Regions from separate parts of the Sus scrofa genome. Here region 2 is linked to region 1. Evidence: chromatin contacts called from public promoter capture Hi-C data. All regions are on one chromosome and are shown on one strand. The core of a region is the stretch at or near the end of the contact, and the rest is flanking DNA. Distances in the headings are between cores, read along the strand shown. Region 1 holds the start of RRP7A (ribosomal RNA-processing protein 7 homolog A). Region 2 holds the start of CYP2D25 (vitamin D3 25-Hydroxylase).

Region 1 (5,729 bases), core at 2,230-4,729:
TAAGCAATAGATGGTATCTAATCAGGGGAAAAAACATGTTAATTCAAACAATTCTGGGTAACATATAAAAAGCTCTGGGCTCCTTAAAATTATGTGTGTGTGTGTGTATATATATATATATTTTTTTTTTCTCCTTTTTTTAGGGCTACACCCACGGAGGGTCCCAGGCTAGAGATCAAATCAGAGCTGTAGCTGCCGGCCTACACCACAGCTCAAGACAACGCTGGATCCTTAACCCGCTGAGCAAGGCCACAGATCGAAACTGCGTCCTCATGGTTACTAAGTCAGATTCATTTCCATGAGAGACGGGAACTCATGTATTTTTAAAAAAGTATCTCTTTGGGGGCTGTGCCTGTTGGCATGCAGAAGTTCCTGGGCCAGGGATGGAACCCAAGCCGCTACAGTGACACCACCAGATCCTTAACCTGCTAAACCTCAAGGGAACTCCTAAAAACATGTTTTTAAAAAGCCAGCTTCTGGTCACAAGAGAGCCTTCTAGACACCATCTCCGAAGCTCCAGTTAGCTGCTTCCGTCTCACCACTGAGGACTTGGTAGGGGGCCCGTGGGAGCCCCGCCCTGCCTGGAGCCCCCACCCACGCCTCAGGTTCCCTCTCAGAGACGGGCTTACCTCTGTGCAGTATGGGGGCACATTGAGGACAAAAAGGGTCCGCTTCTGAGGCCAGGAAGACTTGGTGCCTCCCCGAACTCTGTGCTCTCTCACATAGAGGTGATGAGAGGCCTGCTGCTTTTCAGAGAACTTGATCGGAATGGCTGGAAGGAAAATGGGGGTGCTGTCAGGTTCAGGCTGTCCCTTCCTAGGCCCGTGTGTCTGTCCGTCCATCCGTCCTTCACTGAACCCTTCCCCTGGGCAAGGGCTCTGCAGACTGAGAGTGAACGAACAGAAAATCAGCCCAGGAGGGGCTCCCAAGCTGGTGGGAGAGAGAAATGAGACAAGTTCAAATTCTGCTGCTCTTGGGGTAAACACCAAAATCCTTAACCGGGGCCACAGGCCCTGTGTGACCCTGGCCACCTCTGCAGCCTCTTCTCACACCATCCTCCTCCCACCACACCACATGCTGGGCCCTCAGGCCTCCTCTGTTCCCCCGGAAGCCAGGGCCTCACACGTGCTGCTCTCTTTACCTGAAACATCAAGCCTCGTCCCTCTGCCCATTCTTCAGGTTTTCAGGTCTCTTCCTCAGTGACAGCCTTACACGCCAGGTTAGATACACCTGCTCTGTGCCTTCTTCTCTCATGGTCTCTAAGTCTCTATTTGTGTGTCTGTGGCTTTTCTTTAAAGTCTTTTAATTTTAATAAAGCATTTTTCAGTGATATATAATCTCTCAGCATCTTTATTCCACATTTGATTTGCCAACAGTCATCCTTGGAGTTCCAGTCGTGGCTCAGTGGTTAACAAATCCGACTAGCATCTATAAGGACGAGGGTTGGATCCCTGGCCTCGCTCAGTGGGTTAAGGATCCTGTGTTGCCATGGCAGTGGTGTAGACCGGCGACTACAGCTCAGATTTGACCCCTAGCCTAGGAACCTCCATATGCCACAGGTGCAGCCCTAAAGAGCCAAAAGAAGGCAAACAAACAAAAGTCATCCTAATGGATGATTCAGCTGTGTGCTCATCTTGCCTGCTGTATAATACTCCATTGTTCTGTGGTTATTTGGATAATCACCGGCTTTCCCACAAATTTTAATCCTCATAAGTTAAAGGCTGTTCTGTTCGTCTCCCCACCTTCTTCAAAGCACAATGAGGATAGTTACAACCCCTGCACTCAGAAAGCTCACATGCTAAAGTGAGAAGAGAGCAAGTAAGTGTGTAACAAGATTTTATCAAGAGAGAAACAAACACATAGAGTGAAGTAGTTGGGGTGGGGGGCGGTGATGGACAGCAGAGGCCCTTGGACCTGCCATCAGGATCGCCTCTTCCAGCAAGCAAATATTAAAGCTTAGACCAGAATGACACAAAGCCCTGTAACAGGGCAGAGGTGAGGAGCTCTGAAGAAGGCACAGTAAGTACAAAAACCCTGAGGATGTAAAGAGCTTGTTGCCTCAGAAGGGCAGAAAGAGGAGTTCCCATCGTGGCGCAGTGGTTAACGAATCCGACTAGGAGCCATGAGGTGGCGGGTTCGGTCCCTGCCCTTGCTGAGTGGGTTAACGATCCGGCGTTGCGTGAGCTGTGTGTAGGTTGCAGATGCGGCTCGGATCCGGTTGCTGTGGCTCTGGTGTAGGCGGTGGCTACAGCTCCGATTGGACCCTAGCCTGGAACTCCATATGCCGTGGAGTGGCCAAGAAATAGCAACAACAAAAAAGACAAAAGACAAAAAAAAAAAAAAAAAAAAAAAAAAAAAGAAGGCAGAAAGAGCTGTAGGTTAGCAGGTGCCAGAATATGAGGGGGCCAGCCACACAGGTCAATGATGTGAGGTGTGGATTTTGTTTTAGGTACTAACTTTAGCCACTGGAGGGAGTTCAGTGAGCATGGGGGGCATAGTTTGCGAGGCAAGCTCTGATGTAGATCTGATTTAAATCTTACTTTAAGGGAATTCCCTTGTGGCACAGCGGGTTAAGGATCCGTGTGTCACTGCCGCGGCGCGGGGGCGCGGGTTCGATCCCTGGCCTAGGAACTTCCACATGCTGCATGCTCGGCCCAGAAGGGAAAAAAAAATCTGACTTTAAAAAGAACATTCTGGAGTTCCCGTCGTGGCACAGTGGTTAACGAATCCGACTAGGAACCATGAGGTTGCGGGTTCAGTCCCTGCCCTTGCTCAGTGGGTTTAACCGTTGCCGTGAGCTGTGGTGTAGGTTGCAGACGCAGCTCGGATCCTGCGTTGCTGTGGCTCTGGCGTAGGCTGGCAGCTACAGCTCCGATTCGACCCTAGCCTGGAACCTCCATATGCTCGGAGCAGCCAAGAAATGCAAAGAAAAAAAAAAAAAAAAAAGAACATTCTGGTTCCCGGGTGAAAAAGAGAAGGCAGGCACAAGGACAGAAACACATACTGGCCCAGGTGAGAGCCGAAGGGGACTAGGAACTGCAAAGAGGTGCAGGTAAGTGGAAGTCGCGCACCTCAGGAGCAGAGTGTAGACAGACACAGGTTCGCCCTGTGAGAGTGTGGACAGAGGTAGATTCACTTAAGGGAAGCGTTAACCACACCAGACTGATCTCGGGCGAGTGGAGCCAGCCGAGAACAGAGCGCCGCGTGGGTCTTGTGGGGCCGCGGCCTCACGACCTTTCGGGCCTTTACGTGCGGCTGCTCCTGGGGGCCGCGAGCCACTGCCGACCCCAGGCCTCTTCCCGGCGAAGCCTAGCCATCCCCTGGCCCCGCGTCCCGCAGCCCCTCACCTGAGTAGCCGGGCGGGCTCAGAAGCCCCTTCTCAGGGTCCCGCGCTGCACGCTTCCTCCTGCGGGCCACCATCTTGTCGACCGGAAGCCGCGGAGGCCCCTGGGAGTTGTAGTTCGGCGGTGGGAGGGACCGTTTCCAAGACGACGGCGCCGCGTGGGGCCCCGCCCTCTCCATTCAGGCCCTCCTCTCGTGCAAACCTCTATCCCACGCCGCCCCAATGTCCCAGCTCCCTCTGGTTGTGCCGGTTGTGCTCGCAGGACCCAACCTTCATTTGCTTGGGAAAAAGTGAGCGCGTGAATGTGGGAGTAAATGGCGTAGACCAGGGCCGTTCAAAGGTGCGATCTCAACTTTCATTTACTCTTTCATCCATTCCACAAATAACAGTGAATGCACTCGGGGGAGTTCCCTGGTGGCTCAGCGAGTTAAGGTTACGGCATCATCCCTGCTGTGACTCAGGTTCAATTCCTGGCTGGGGAGCAGGCACAACCAAAAAACCCCCAAATCTTTCAAAACCAAAACCAAAACCAAAAAACAGCCTTCTCAGAGTTTACATTCTAAAGAAACTATAAACACATGAAGAAGTAAACTATAAAGTACCTGGTGTCATGCAAAGTGCTGAAGAGAAAACCGAAGGTGGAATGGGGAGTGCGGTAAAGAGAAGCGCTGTAATTTTAAATTAGAGGAGGGGAGTTCCTGCTGTGGAGCTGTGGGTTATGGACCCAGTGGTGCCGCTGGGATTCTATCCCTGGCCAGCGAACTTCCATATGCCCAAAAAACAAACGAACAAAAAACAAGGTGATGACCTCACTGAAGCGACATTTGAGCGGCTACTGAGGAAGGTGAGGGAGCAAGGTGTTCATTGGAGAGAGTCCTGGGCAGAAGGAACTGGCAAGAACCACTGGAGCCTACCTGTCACGGTAGAATCAGGAAGGAAGCACAGTGGGCCAAGCTCAGAGAGGATCGGGTAGACCCCCAGAAGCACTTTATTTTTATTTTTTGTCTTTTTAGGGCTGCACCGAGGCATATGGAGGTTCTCAGGCTAGGGGTCGAATTGGAGCTACAGCTGCCGGCCTACACCACAGCTACAGCAATGCAGAATCTGAGCCACATCTGTGACCTACACCACAGCTCACGGAACGCTGGATCCTTAATCCACTGAGCGAGGCCAGGGATGGAAGCCGCCTCCTCACGAATACTAGTCAGGTTCGTTAACCGCTGAGCCACGACGGGAACTCCCAGAAGCACTTTAATTGCTAGTGAGTGTGATGGGGGACCGCTGCGGGATCTTGAGAGAGGAGTGATGTGTAAACAGTCGCTTTAGCTGCTGAGTTGCAATTAGACCGTGGAATGGCCAGGGTAGCAGCAGGATTTCTTAGGACACCATCGCAATAATCTAGAGGAAAGAAGATGGCTTGGTCACCAGGGAAGTGGCAGTGGAGGTGATGAGAAGTGGTCGGATTCTGGGTATGCTTTGAATCATTCCAATAGGATTTAGTGAGAGATGCAGTGTGAGAAAAAAGAGAAATACAGGACTCCTGCCAGGTTTCGATATCTGAACAGCCAGAAGAATGGTGTCATTTGTTGAGATGGGAAGAATGTAGGAAAGATGGGCTTGGAGCAGGAAAGGGTGGGTAGATCCAGACTTCACTGTGGACCATGTTGAGACGGGGAGGTCTGACCTGGGGAAATACACGTGGGAACTGCTGATGTAGAGATGCTATTAAAAGCTAAGAGAGGAATTCCCTTTTGGCGCAGCAGGTAAGAATCTGGTGTTGTCACTGCTGTGTCATGGGTTCAATCCCTAGCCCAGGAACTTCCCCCTGTTTTTCCCCTGATTAGGTACCATTACATACAGCTGAAGTGTCCTATTGCTTAAAGCAGCAGTCGATGCATAACTGTTTCTGTCTAGCATAATTCCATACTGAGAGACACTTGGTCCCAAATACTTTTTTTCTTGAATATTATGAAAGTCCTGTTAACTAATTTGCGATGTGTGACACATAATGGTTGTCTTTAAAAAAAGAAAAATTGGGCATTCCTCTTGTGGCTCAGCAGGTTAGGAACCTGACTAGTATCCGACTAGTATCCAAGAGGATTCAGGTTCAATCCCTGGCCTCGCTCAGTGGGTTAAGGATCTGGTGTTGCCATGAGCTATGGTGTAGGTTGCTGTGGCTCAGATCCCGAGTTGCTGTGGTTGTGGTGTAGGGTGGCAGCTGCACCTCCAATTAGACCCCTAGCCTGGGAACTTCCATATGCCTCGGGTACAGCCCTAAAAAGACAAAAGACCAAAAAGAAGAAAGAAAAGAAAAAAAATTATCTAAAATCCAGCAATTCGGAGTTCCTGCTGTGGCTCAGTGGAAACAAACCCAACTAGTACCTAT
Region 2 (5,729 bases), core at 2,416-4,915, 330 kb before region 1:
ACCTCATGGAGCACGGCCAAGGTGAAGGGCATGAGGGCCTGATCCTTTATCTCCGGTTGCCGCACGTGCCCTATCACCTCATCGATTTCCTGTTGGACGCGTCCTGGAAAGACAAGTGTCCTCTGGTCAGACCCAAGGGAGGGGTTCCAGCCTCCTCCTGATGATCGCGTGAAGGGCTGTGCCCACGCAGGGGAGGCGGTCGCTGTGACCTCTGAGCTGGGCTCTCAGAGCTGCTGCCGGCGGCCACAGCAACCCAGCTGAAGGCCTTGGGCTGTCCCTTCCCGCGCTCGCCCACCCCACCTAGCCCCCAGGGCGAGGCTCACGCTGCACGTCTGGGTGCAGGATCATGAGGAGGAGAGCCCAGGCCAGCGTGGTCGAGGTGGTGATCATCCCAGCGGAGAACAGGTCAGCCACCACCAGGCGGAGGTTCTCATCATTGAAGCTGCTCTCGGGGTTCCCCTTGGCCTGGGAAGGTGAACTCAGGGTCGGAGGGAGGAGGCCTCCCACTCTGCTCCTGTCGCCCAGGTGCTTGATCACTGGGCGGCACATGCCCGCCCCCCTGCCACCCTTGCCCTGGCTCACCTCCTGGGGCCCTTAACCCACATCCTTGTTCTGTTCGTTCCCTGGCTCCTCACCTCTTTCATTTCGTCCAGGAAGGCATCCGTCAAGTCTCGGGGGGGCTGGGCCAGGTCCCGGGTCATCTTGTGCTCTGTGATCAGCTCATCTATCATGACCAAGAAGGCCTTCTGCCTTGGGAAGAGCTTGGCACACAGCCCCGGGATATGCCTGAGAACCGGCATTGCTTCCAGCACCTGCGAGGGTCACACTTATGGGGCCCTGGGACCTCCTGGTGCCCAGGTGTTCACTTCTGCCAGTCAGGTCCTAGCCTTCTCCAGGGTTTCCCCACCACTGACCTTGTTCCTAAGTTCATCCTCTCTCCCGGCCCTGGGCCCAGAAGAATAAACCTAAAATCTGCATCTCAAGGGAGCTGGCGTTTTCCGGTGAAGAAGCCCTCCCACTCCTAAGCCATCTGACCCTGGCTCCGCCCCTCCCATCCGTGTTGTCTGTCATTCCCGGCTTCCAGGCCTTTTCTCTTGCCGTTGCCCCTCTTGGAATGGCCTTTCCCTCTGGCCCCCTAGACGGAGCCTCCTCCCAGGAGGCCCACTGCAGGGCGGAGGCTGCTGCCACGGAGCTCGCCCTGAAGGGCTCCTCCACGCCGCCCTTCCCGCACCTGGCGCATGAGGCCCACTTCCTCCTTCAGTCCTTCCAACACTAGGTCCAGAAGCTTGAGCATGCGAGGGTCGTTGTACTCGAAGCGGCGCGCGAAGGTGAGGGAGGCGATCACGTTGCTCACCGCTTTATTCAGAAGGTTGTTAGGGCTAAAGGGGCGTCCTGAGAGGGGATCGTACAAGTCAGGGGGTCGCCTTCATCTCCTCTTCCCCAGCTTCTCCAAACCTGTCTCCTGTCCCTCGGCCCCAGCACTCACCAGCCTGGTCGGCGAAGGCGGCACAAAGGCACGAGGCCTCTTGGGTCACCCACTCCTCCAACGACTTCTTGCCCAGGCCAAAGTTGCGCAAGGTGGACACCGAGAAGCGCCGCTGCTCGCGCCACGCTTTCCCGTAGCGCGCCAGGATCACTCCTGGGGGCGGAGCAGGCGCGTGGGCGTGGCCCGGGTGCGCCCTGGCCCCGCCCTCTGCCCGCAACCTGCTCTCGCGGGCCCGCGGGTTCTCCACGCCCCGCCCCGCGCTCCGCTCACACAGTCCCGCCCCTTCAGGGGTCGGTCTCGCCCCCAGCTCCTCCCACACTAACCTCACCTCCCAAGCCCCGCCCACTTTGACACCCCTTTCCAGGTCCTCCTCTGCCCGCCTTCCTTGCCCTCCCACTCTCCCCGGCTAGGGCCCGGTCTTGGCCCCACTTTTTGCTTTGCTCATCGTGACCGTTCTGGAAAGGTCCTGGCTCGCCCCGGCTCCGCCCACTTTGACTTCATCCTCCTAGTTCCTCTGGAACTTGACCTTCCCTTCGGTCCGCAGTGGCCCTGGGCCGCCCTCTCTCAGGCCTCACCCTCCTCTGCCTCACACATATTCTTCCTCGCTCAACTCTTGGCCACAGACTCCCTACACCTGCCTGCCGCCCCTTCAAATTCGCTGACTCTTCTTGCACCCAACGTCCACGGCCCTGCCTCCGCCTGGCCCTGCGGGTATCGGGTCATTGCTGGCCCAGTCCCGCCAAGGCGCGGTCCACCCCCTCCTCTGCTTGCCTTCGGAGCGCGGCCCGTAACCCAGGTGCTCTAAGATGAACACAGGTGGGCGGTCGGAGGTTTCATGGCTGTGGGACACCAGCGCCTCCCGCACAGCCGCCAGCCCATTGAGCACGACCACGGGCCTCCAGATCTGCTGCAGGCTGAATACATCCCCAAAGCGGCGCCGCAGCTGCAGGCCAAAGGTCAAAGGCGTTTTGTCAAGTTCAGGCCCCACCAGGCTGCAGGCCTAGCCTCACGGCGTTAGCCTTGGGGGACCCCTGCTGCAAGGACTTCATCCAGCCTTAGGACCCTGGGAGTTACATACATTATGGTCCAGGACCTCAAGTTGCCTCAAATCACCCAGCTATGACTGTGTAAAGGTCACCAAAATTGTCAATAGGCCAAGTTAGCACCCCATTTTACAGGGGAAGAAACCAAGGTTCATAAAGGTGAGCACCGGGGCCCAGGGTCTCAAGGTGACAAAAGATTTGAACCAGATCACTGCACCTCTCTCAGCCTGAACTTCCTGATTTAAATAGAGCTCATGGAGTTCCTGATGTGGCACAGTGGAAACGAACCTGACTAGTAACCATGACGTGGCGGGTTCGATTCCTAGCCTCGCTCAGTGGGTTAAAGATCCAGCATTGCCATGAGCTGTGGTGTAGGCTGAAGACATGGCTCAGATCCTATGTTGCTGTGGCTGTGGTGTAGGCCAGCAGCTGCAGCTCTGATTCGACCCCTAGCCTGGGAACCTCCATATGCTGCAAGTGCGGCCCTAAAAACAAACAAACAAAAAAACAAAATAAAGAAATAAATAGAGCTCATGACCAGATGCCCATCCCCCTTCTCAAGACACTTCCTCCTCTGATGTAATCAGAGGGGCTCAGGCTCACACCATTTAGGTGCTGGCCAACCGAATTCCCAGCCTGTAGCCGAGTCATGTCCACCCCAACCCCCACCTCCACCTTTGCCCTCTCTGAACTTTGCTTGGAAAATCTGAACTGTCCTCAGGAACTGCACAAACACCCTCCCTCAGGAAGCCTCTCGAATCTGCCTCCTCTTCTCAGCCCAGCTCCTAGGCCAGACTGTGGCTTTGTCCAGTGACCACAGTCTGCTGCTGTGTGGGGTCCCTAAGACCTTCACTGCCCACTTCCCACCATCACCTTGCTCACCTGGATAAAGCTGAGACGTGGGTCTTGGAAGTTCACTTGTAGCAGGTTACCCAGCCCAGGCAGTGGCATGGGGCCCGGTGGGTAGCGTGGAGCCCAGCGTGAGCGCCGGTGCATCAAGTCCACCAGGAGCAGGAAGATGACCATGGCCAAGGCCAGGATCCCCAGTAAATCCCCAGTCAGCAGACCCATGGCTGCCTCAGTGCACACTGGGCTCCTCACCGCACCAAGCACCTAAGACCAGGCCATGCAGAGCACTCTGAAGGCTTGACCAGCCTAGGCCCATTTTATAAAGGGAGCCGAGACTGGTCTTTGCCCTCTGCTCTGAGCCAACCTGCCAGGGAGACTGGGCTGCCAGAGGGTGCAAGGGGTGGGGGAGGGGCCCGGGAAAGTCAGGTGTGGGTATGGTGACTGTCCCTCCTGCCCTCTCCATGTGCTTGCCGCAAGGACACAAGAAGTCCTCCTTCACCCTGGCCGGATTCCCACCTCTGTAAAACTTCCAAAGAATCAGACGTCTTTACACTTGACTCTGCCACTCTTGTCACTTAGGGCTCACACTCCCTGATGTGGCCACAGCCTCAGCCCCAGAACATACCCTTGTCCTGCTGCCTCCTGAGTGGCCCAGGTTTTTCAGTGGCACCTGCCCAGTGCTGGAGGGAGATCGTCGTGACCAGAGGGACCATCATGGGGGATAAAGGTCTTGGCATCCCCTCATTTCATTAGAACACTGAACACAGACACAGTCACACACTCATAAACCACCCACACACTGCTTACTCACACGCACACATTTACACACCCACAAACCCACACATTAACACATATGTACCACATGTACGCACACACACCCTCTACTTCTCAGTGGCTGCCCAGACCTGACCCCCTACCCCACCCCACCCCAAGGCTGCTCGCAGGGGTGCTGAGGCCCCTCACCTGGCTGGCTGCTGGCTCAGCCCTTTCTTGGCTTCCACCTGGTTGTGGCCGTGGCCACCGGAGTCTGGGGACGGGGAGGCAGGAGGACTGTTTTCAGAGCTCCCTAGTTCCCTGATGGCCCAGAGACCCTTTCCTGTTTGTTACAATTGGTCCTCGGACCTTCTAGCTCTTGCGGCCGTCCATTGCCTTTCTGTGTCATTTCCTGACTCGGAAAAACGTGGAGGGGGCACTTGCCCTTGTTGACTGAGCTACCAGTCAGCCTCCACGGTGGCTTAGCATAGGCTGTGACTGTCCTCAGAGGAACAGGCCTCATGGATCGTGGGGAACTGGGGTTCTGGGACCTCAAGGAGGCAGGGAAACCAGTTTTAAGGCCATTCTACAAAGAGGGTAAGACCCACGGGCACCCTGGTGACATCTCAGATCCAGCCTGGGGTCTCTCAGCTGGCCTCAGGTGAATGTTCCTGTCCCGTCTGGCAGCAATTTTCCACCCAGGACAGCCAGAGAATCAGGTGGTATGAATGGGGCTGGCAGGATGGTTCAAGTGTTCGTCTCACAGTGCCCTTGGATCAATTGCCTTTGCCTACCCTTGGTTTTGGAGGTGTCATGCTCTCTTCCAAGCAGTCACGCTAATGGACACATGAAGGGCAGTGTCAGACACATCTGTAGTTTAGGCAGGGCCCTCCCCATACTGGGAACCTGTTGCCCAGGACAGGGCGACCTTGAGGATAATCTGCAACCTCAAGGTCAATGGCCTTGACGACCTTGAGGATAATCTGCAACCTTTTGCAATCACTGTGCAATCCTAGCCTCTGTTCACCCAGCACTCACAGGCCAGGCGCTGCTGTTCACTCCCCATCCTCCCCACACTCTGTAATAGGTGGCTTTATGGCCTCCAAAGCGCAGTCTCAGGGATTGCACCAGGGGGTCAGAGTACCATTAGGTGCACCTGAAAACTCACGCTGAGCTACTGGTCTATGCTGGATGTGAACTTCAATCAGGGCCAGCATTTAAGTTACTGAGATTACTTTAGAAACATTCTCAGCCTGCCCTTGCTGGCTTCTGCTCTGGTGAAGCTGTTGCGGCCAGAGGGATGAGCCCCCACTCCCCCGCTCCCCGCCCCTCCATCCCAGTGTCACTGGTGTTCACTGTGTAGGGAAGGCTCCTCTGGATACAGGGACCTGAGACTGAGTCCAGGGTGATGTCAGCAAGACGGCGGAGCAGAAGTGCCAGGCCCTGGGACCCCAAAGTAATGCCGAGCACACCCCCTGGAGAGAGCTCCAGAAAGCGGGTAGGGAGCTGCAGCACCTAGCTGGGTGCTAGGGAAGTTGGTGGCATTTTGTTAGCGCCCCCGCCCCCAGCGCCCATGGAAGAAACCTTTCAGTCCCCAC

What was found. Promoter capture Hi-C pulls out the DNA fragments that hold promoters and counts their contacts.
Region 2: a promoter capture Hi-C map of fetal skeletal muscle shows a contact between it and region 1, with 4 times the contacts expected there. The contact joins the promoter of CYP2D25 here to the promoter of RRP7A in region 1. A contact is called at or near these places in 1 of 5 promoter capture datasets (fetal skeletal muscle) and 1 of 2 datasets of contacts at active chromatin or transcription factors (alveolar macrophages).

The regions. Positions count from the first base shown.
Region 1 is chr5:6,206,245-6,211,973 of Sscrofa11.1, reverse strand. It overlaps RRP7A (ribosomal RNA-processing protein 7 homolog A), which reads right to left and starts at 3,479. Exons shown (of 8, transcript XM_021091431.1): 1 at 3,348-3,479; 2 at 630-772. The coding sequence starts at 3,420.
Region 2 is chr5:6,536,957-6,542,685 of Sscrofa11.1, reverse strand. It overlaps CYP2D25 (vitamin D3 25-Hydroxylase), which reads right to left and starts at 3,665. Exons shown (of 9, transcript NM_214394.1): 1 at 3,412-3,665; 2 at 2,258-2,429; 3 at 1,487-1,639; 4 at 1,232-1,392; 5 at 636-812; 6 at 324-465; 7 at 1-103. The coding sequence starts at 3,600.